Regions from separate parts of the Sus scrofa genome. Here region 1 is linked to region 2. A link is a contact called in public HiChIP or PLAC-seq data. All regions are on one chromosome and are shown on one strand. Each heading gives the region's core, a stretch centred on a gene start, on an enhancer-like site or on the middle of the called end of the contact. The rest is flanking DNA. Distances are from core to core; before and after follow the strand shown. Region 1 overlaps LANCL2 (lanC-like protein 2). Region 2 overlaps UPP1 (uridine phosphorylase 1).

Region 1 (2,700 bases), core at 188-2,687, 150 kb before region 2:
CTGGGAACTTCCAAATGCCATGGGTGAAGCCATAACATAATTTAAAAAGAGCAGGAGGACATGGTGAAGTGTGGGCAACAGACACCTAACCCAGCACAGAACTGCACACGGGACGTGCTCACGGCTCAGGGCTTGGGGACCACACAGAGCTCAAGGACCATGACTCAGAGAAGGACCCTTGTTTCAGGGGCTGCCCACTTGGTCTGCAGCACGCTTTCAGTCCCAGGTCCCATCCGAGCTAACTCTGCGGAATGTAGCTACTGCATCAGTACTGCAGAGGCTCGCTCACCTGCATTAGCATGTAGTAGATCCCAGCCATGCCATGGGCGGCTCCGACGTACTGCTTCCTGTGCCACTGGTACAACAGGGGGCAGCGCTCGGCCTTCCTTTCTTCCTTTGACAAAGTCTTGCCCGAATCAATAATAGCATCGACCACCTACAGAGGCGAGACGGCTTAAGTCTAAAAACTTACACGCAGTCTGTTCTAGTCTAATTAACAGTAACATATGCCTTTAGAGAGATTACGTAACCTAAAATCTTTACGGTCTGTAGCCAACACTGCTGTCTTCAATTTATAAATACGTACATACACACAGGCAGAGAGAAATCAGAAGATGATGTCGGAGCAGAAAAGTATATTAAGAAGTAGAACCAAGAAATCAAAAGGTCTTTGTATGAACAGGTTACTGGAGCCCCAGAAACCTTCCTATGAAAACTACCCCACACGACTTAGTTGCTCCGTAGCTTCAATGTTTTCCCCGGAAGACTGGCAAGTATAGCTGGTCCTCCGTATCTGCCGTGGGTTCCTTACCCACAGATTTAATCAACCTCTGATCAAAAATATTGGGAAAAAATCCCAGAAAGTTCCACAAAGCAGAACTTGAATTTGCTGCTCATGGGCAGTGGTTTACATAGCATTTGCAGGGTGCAAGGTATTCGAAGTAACCTGGAGAAGATTTAAAGTCCAGGGAGGTCGTGCAGTTTACACACAAACACTGCACCCCTTTATGGAAGGGACTTCAGCATCCCGGGATTTTGGTGTCTGAGGGGCGGTCCTGGAGCCTCTCCCCAGCGGGTGCTGAGGGAGGACCCTTCATCTCCCAGGCGGGAGGAACTGGCTTCACTGATGAAAGGCTAAGGAAATGAGGTCTGTTACAGGGTTTCAGATCAAAAGAAGAGTATCACATCGGTAACGACGAGGCAGCCAAGACACTAAATGTTTCCCCACGTCCTCTCCCCCTGCGCCCTCCCGGGAGCAGTGCTCCGAAGCTTTCGCCAGGCACCTGGCTCCGGGGGTACAGACACCTGCACACAACCATCCGGCTGCGGTGCGGAAGTGGGAGGTGGGCAACTTCGAGTTCTCGGCCTTCGAAGGAAGCTGCTCACCAGCCACTTCCTCACCGGGCCCCTGGCTGAGGGCGCTCGGCTCACTCTGGTCACGCGGACAAGGGCACGGCCCCAGGATAAGGCGGAACCAGACAGACGAAGGGCGTCCCCAGCGCGGCTGCCCGGACTGCCTCCCAGTTCAGACGCCTCAAGGAAAGGAAAGAGACATTCTCTCTTTACGAAGCTGCTGTTTGCTTCGAGTAAAAACAGGTGAATGAACACAGGCCTAAATTAAAAGAAAAACCTTCCCTGGGGGGAAAAAACGGGAGCTATTTATCATTTTACGAGCGATCTTGGGCAAGGACTCCTCCTAGAAGCAGAGTCCGTCCAGGCACCGCGGTAACTGGGTGCTGGCAGGCGGCTGCGCGGGGGACGGGACCCGGCGGCGGGCGCGCTCCCTCGGTACCTCTTTGATGGCTGATTCGCACACGGCGCCCGGACCCATCTCCGTGTTCACATAGAGCAAGGCGTACAGGTAGCCCGCGCGGCCGAAAAGCAGCTCATCGGGAAGGTCCGAGTCGCGGCAGACGATGGTTCTCTGGAGCTGCAGGAGTCTGCCCAGCAAGAAAAACTCTGTTTTCCCAGCCAATGTCTAAAACGTCTCTTCCTGGAACTGTAACCAACCCTACGACTCTAGGAATTCTCTCTTATTATTTGGAATTTAAAACTGATTTTAAAAAATCCCCCCCCAAAAAAAAGGAAAACAAAAACTCCCCCCTACAAAACCAAACAAAAACATCTCCCAGATATCAAAATCAATAATAAAAGATCTTTCTGTTCAAAAGTTCCACATTTATATCTAAAAAGTATAAGATATAATCCAGAATTACAATAAAGTGATTTAAAATCTTAACGAAATGTTACTAAAATGTAGCCAATGCTTGGAAATGAGCTTGAGTCACCCCATCTCTAATGAAGATAAACAGACAAGCAAGTGTTGGACACTCTACTAGACCACGGCAGTGAGCCCTGATTTTTGCTGCTTCAAAAGAGAACCTAAACCAATAGGTGAAACAATTCACCAACTGTTCCCTAACAACTGAACCTAAGAATAACTTAGTTACTAGAGTGAATCCAAGGCATATAAGCAAACTTTCATTCACTGAAGGCAACCAAAGATTACTTAGGAAAAAACATGCTGTATTCCTCCCTCAAATGAAGGCAAACACGTGCCTGGACAGAAAGGGAGCCTATGATCCCACCATTATTTATGCTCAAGATTATTATACACACTCTTCACTTCTTGCAAAGATCTGTTTGCAAAAGTAGATGAATTAAAAAACAAATTCATTTTTGAGTATCCTTCTATAAGAC
Region 2 (2,700 bases), core at 37-2,536:
GTGTCAGTCGCAGACACAGCTTGGATCCCACGTTGCTGTGGCTGTGGTGTAGGCTGGCAGCTACAGCTCCGATTTGACCCCTACCCTGGGAACCTCCATATGCTGCAGGTTCAGCCCTAAAAAGCAAAACAAAGAAAACAAACAAAAATAAAGGTTCTACTTCTCTGATAGCCATTCACTCACCGCACCTCCCACCCCCAGAGCTATGACTTCCTGAGCCCCCACTGGGTCCCTGGCTATTTCCATGTGTTGGCTATTTGGCCCCCTGGACTCCTGGGAAAGACAGCAGGTAGAAGCCCATTTTACAGATGGGCTGTGGGGCCCTGGTTGCACATGGAGGGGCTGGTGCCATCCTGGTCCAAACCTGGGCTCCCTGCAGTGCAGAGAGCTGCTGGCCACGTGGTGGACGGAGGCAGGGCAGGCATGGAGGCTGAACTTAGCTTCCCCAAGAGGGTAAGGCTGTGGTCGTCCTGCATTTTGCTCAGCGGATTGCTTCTCACGCTTGGGGCCTCTTGGACTGAGTTGCGAGTCCATGAACCAGTGCTTCTTAATACCTGAGCGACTGTAAACCAGCTATAATCGAAAAAATAAAAATCATAACCCCCCCCCCAAAAACTTGAGCAAGCACGAGAGACACCACGGGGCTCCATATCCCACACTTTACTGGCTCCCCAGACACAGTAAGTCTGAGGGGAGGCTGGGGAAGGGATGTGCGTTTCGAGCAGGTTCTGGGATTTGCAGGTGGCGGTAGTTTGGGGGTCCCTGCTCTGACGAGGGCTCTGTTCTCCGCAGTTTGTGTGCGTCGGGGGAAGCCCTTCCCGGATGAAAGCCTTCATCCAGTACGTGGCCGTGGAGCTGGGCCTTGACGTCCCAGGCGCAGACTATCCCAACATCTGTGTGGGCACCGACCGCTATGCCATGTTTAAAGTGGGCCCGGTGCTGTCTGTCAGCGTGAGTACCATCCCTTCCCGGGGGTGGGCTCAGCCCCCGGGCCCCCGCCTGCCCTCCACCCCCAGACCAGGTCCCCTCTACCCCTGCTTCCTCTGCCCTGCTGGGGACGAGGGAGCCTGGAGCTGGGCTGCAGAGGCGGTGGTGCCCGTCTCCAGGAGAGACCGATACACACCTGCAAACACCCATGCAGACACACCCAGCTGTGTACACACGGCGAGGGCCCACGTGCCCTCCCGGGACCAGGGCCAGGTCCCGGGTGCCCCCCACCCCCATCCCAGTGAGTTTCTTCATTCGCAAGTCATTTAGCAATGAGTGAGCACAGCAATCTCTGGTGCTTCTCGTTTTCTGGGTTTGGTTTCCTTTGTAGGCAGCATGGGAGTTCAGGCTGCCCCTGAGGCTAAGTGCCCCACCCCCCTAGGCAGCATCAGGCATCCAGGACACACACAAGAACCAAGACGTATTCAATTCTAGATAATTCACGGAAGCACTTGCCATGGGCCAGGTTCCATCACAAGCATATTCTCCGAGGAGTCCTGTGAGGAAGGCGCAGCTCCTGGCCCAAAGGGAAGAATGTGTGCAGGGCTTCCAGTGCCAAGGGGCTCTTTGTTACGTAGCGACAACGGGCTGTTGCCTCTTTGCTGAACCTCGGGTCCCCTGTTTCACGGGATGTGTACATCAGATGGGGTCGTCAGCTTTGTGCAAACCTTTACCCTTCCTAAGGCGTTAGGCGTGTTTCAGTTTATGTTTTGAGGTTCGTCTTCTGTTACCACCAGTTTGCAGTGCGCCACAGAACACGTGGAGGCACGGCTGGAGCTTAACGTTGCCATTTCTCCCTGCTTCCAGCACGGGATGGGCATTCCCTCCATTGCCATCATGCTGCACGAGCTCATCAAGCTGCTGTACCACGCGCGGTGCTCCGGCGTCACCATCATCCGCATCGGCACCTCTGGCGGGATAGGTCAGTGTGCAGAGCACCGAGTGGATGCGGGCGGGGATGGGGCAGCGTGGGGCCCCAGAGCTTCTGCCTGGGCTGTGTTTGAGCAGAGCTCAGCAGCAGCAGGCATGAAAAGAAGTGATACATTGTTTTGTTTGCTCAGCTACTGCTCCCAAACCACACCCCAGAAACAGGCTAGAAGAGGCACCACCAGGCCACGTGTCCTCGAAAACGCATCCTTTAGGGATTACACACGGGTGCCATCTTATTTGCTTGATTCTCTCTTTTTAGTCTTTCTAATCCCTCTTTTCTCTGCCTTTCTCCTCTACTTTGCTCACTCCTCCTCCCTCTTCCTGCAAGGATTTGAAGCAGCGTATGAGAAAACCTACAGGAAAACCAAAGGGGGAAAAGAGGTGGCATACAAAATTAAGATAAGTGTCCTTAAGTTGCCTAAAAGTCCCCGGTGCTCAACATATATTTTTAACATCACAGAGACAGCAAAGAAAGCAGAGGGTGCAGTGAGAGGCGAAACGCTTAAAATTGTGTTGCTTTTTAAGCCAAAGTCTTTGAGGCAAACTCGTTTTATGTAAGTTGTCCTACCCTCTAACATCCCAGTTCTGGGCTGGACTTTTGTCTAAAAACTGGCTTCTAGCAATTCTCACTCCTGCCAAGGAGCTGGGAGCTGCTGGAGGGAGGCTTGCTATTGTCGGCCCGGCCTCTGTGCATTTGTTGCTGATGGTCCAGGCCTGACCTCCCCTGCATCTATAGGGTAATTCTAAAATTCAGGTTTACTCACTATGAAAGCGGATTGCTGA

The links. HiChIP or PLAC-seq counts read pairs in DNA pulled down with a chosen protein or histone mark.
Region 1: a contact with region 2 is called in an H3K27ac HiChIP or PLAC-seq map of alveolar macrophages. The contact joins two enhancer-like sites. A contact is called at or near these places in 1 of 47 Hi-C or Micro-C datasets (epiblast stem cells) and 1 of 2 datasets of contacts at active chromatin or transcription factors (alveolar macrophages).

Annotation. Positions count from the first base shown.
Region 1 is chr18:48,573,693-48,576,392 of Sscrofa11.1, reverse strand. LANCL2 (lanC-like protein 2) reads right to left here. Exons shown (of 8, transcript XM_021079342.1): 4 at 1,793-1,940; 5 at 290-436. Among named protein-coding and RNA genes, the nearest start is that of LANCL2, 24 kb to the right of the region's middle. Within about 2 kb of position 1,437, at least 16 of the 83 cell types and tissues checked have an H3K27ac peak or open chromatin away from gene starts, as enhancers often do. A contact at or near this core is called in alveolar macrophages, where this site is marked.
Region 2 is chr18:48,422,272-48,424,971 of Sscrofa11.1, reverse strand. UPP1 (uridine phosphorylase 1) reads left to right here. Exons shown (of 8, transcript XM_021078790.1): 4 at 793-951; 5 at 1,795-1,909. Among named protein-coding and RNA genes, the nearest start is that of UPP1, 17 kb to the left of the region's middle. Within about 2 kb of position 1,286, at least 5 of the 83 cell types and tissues checked have an H3K27ac peak or open chromatin away from gene starts, as enhancers often do. A contact at or near this core is called in alveolar macrophages, where this site is marked.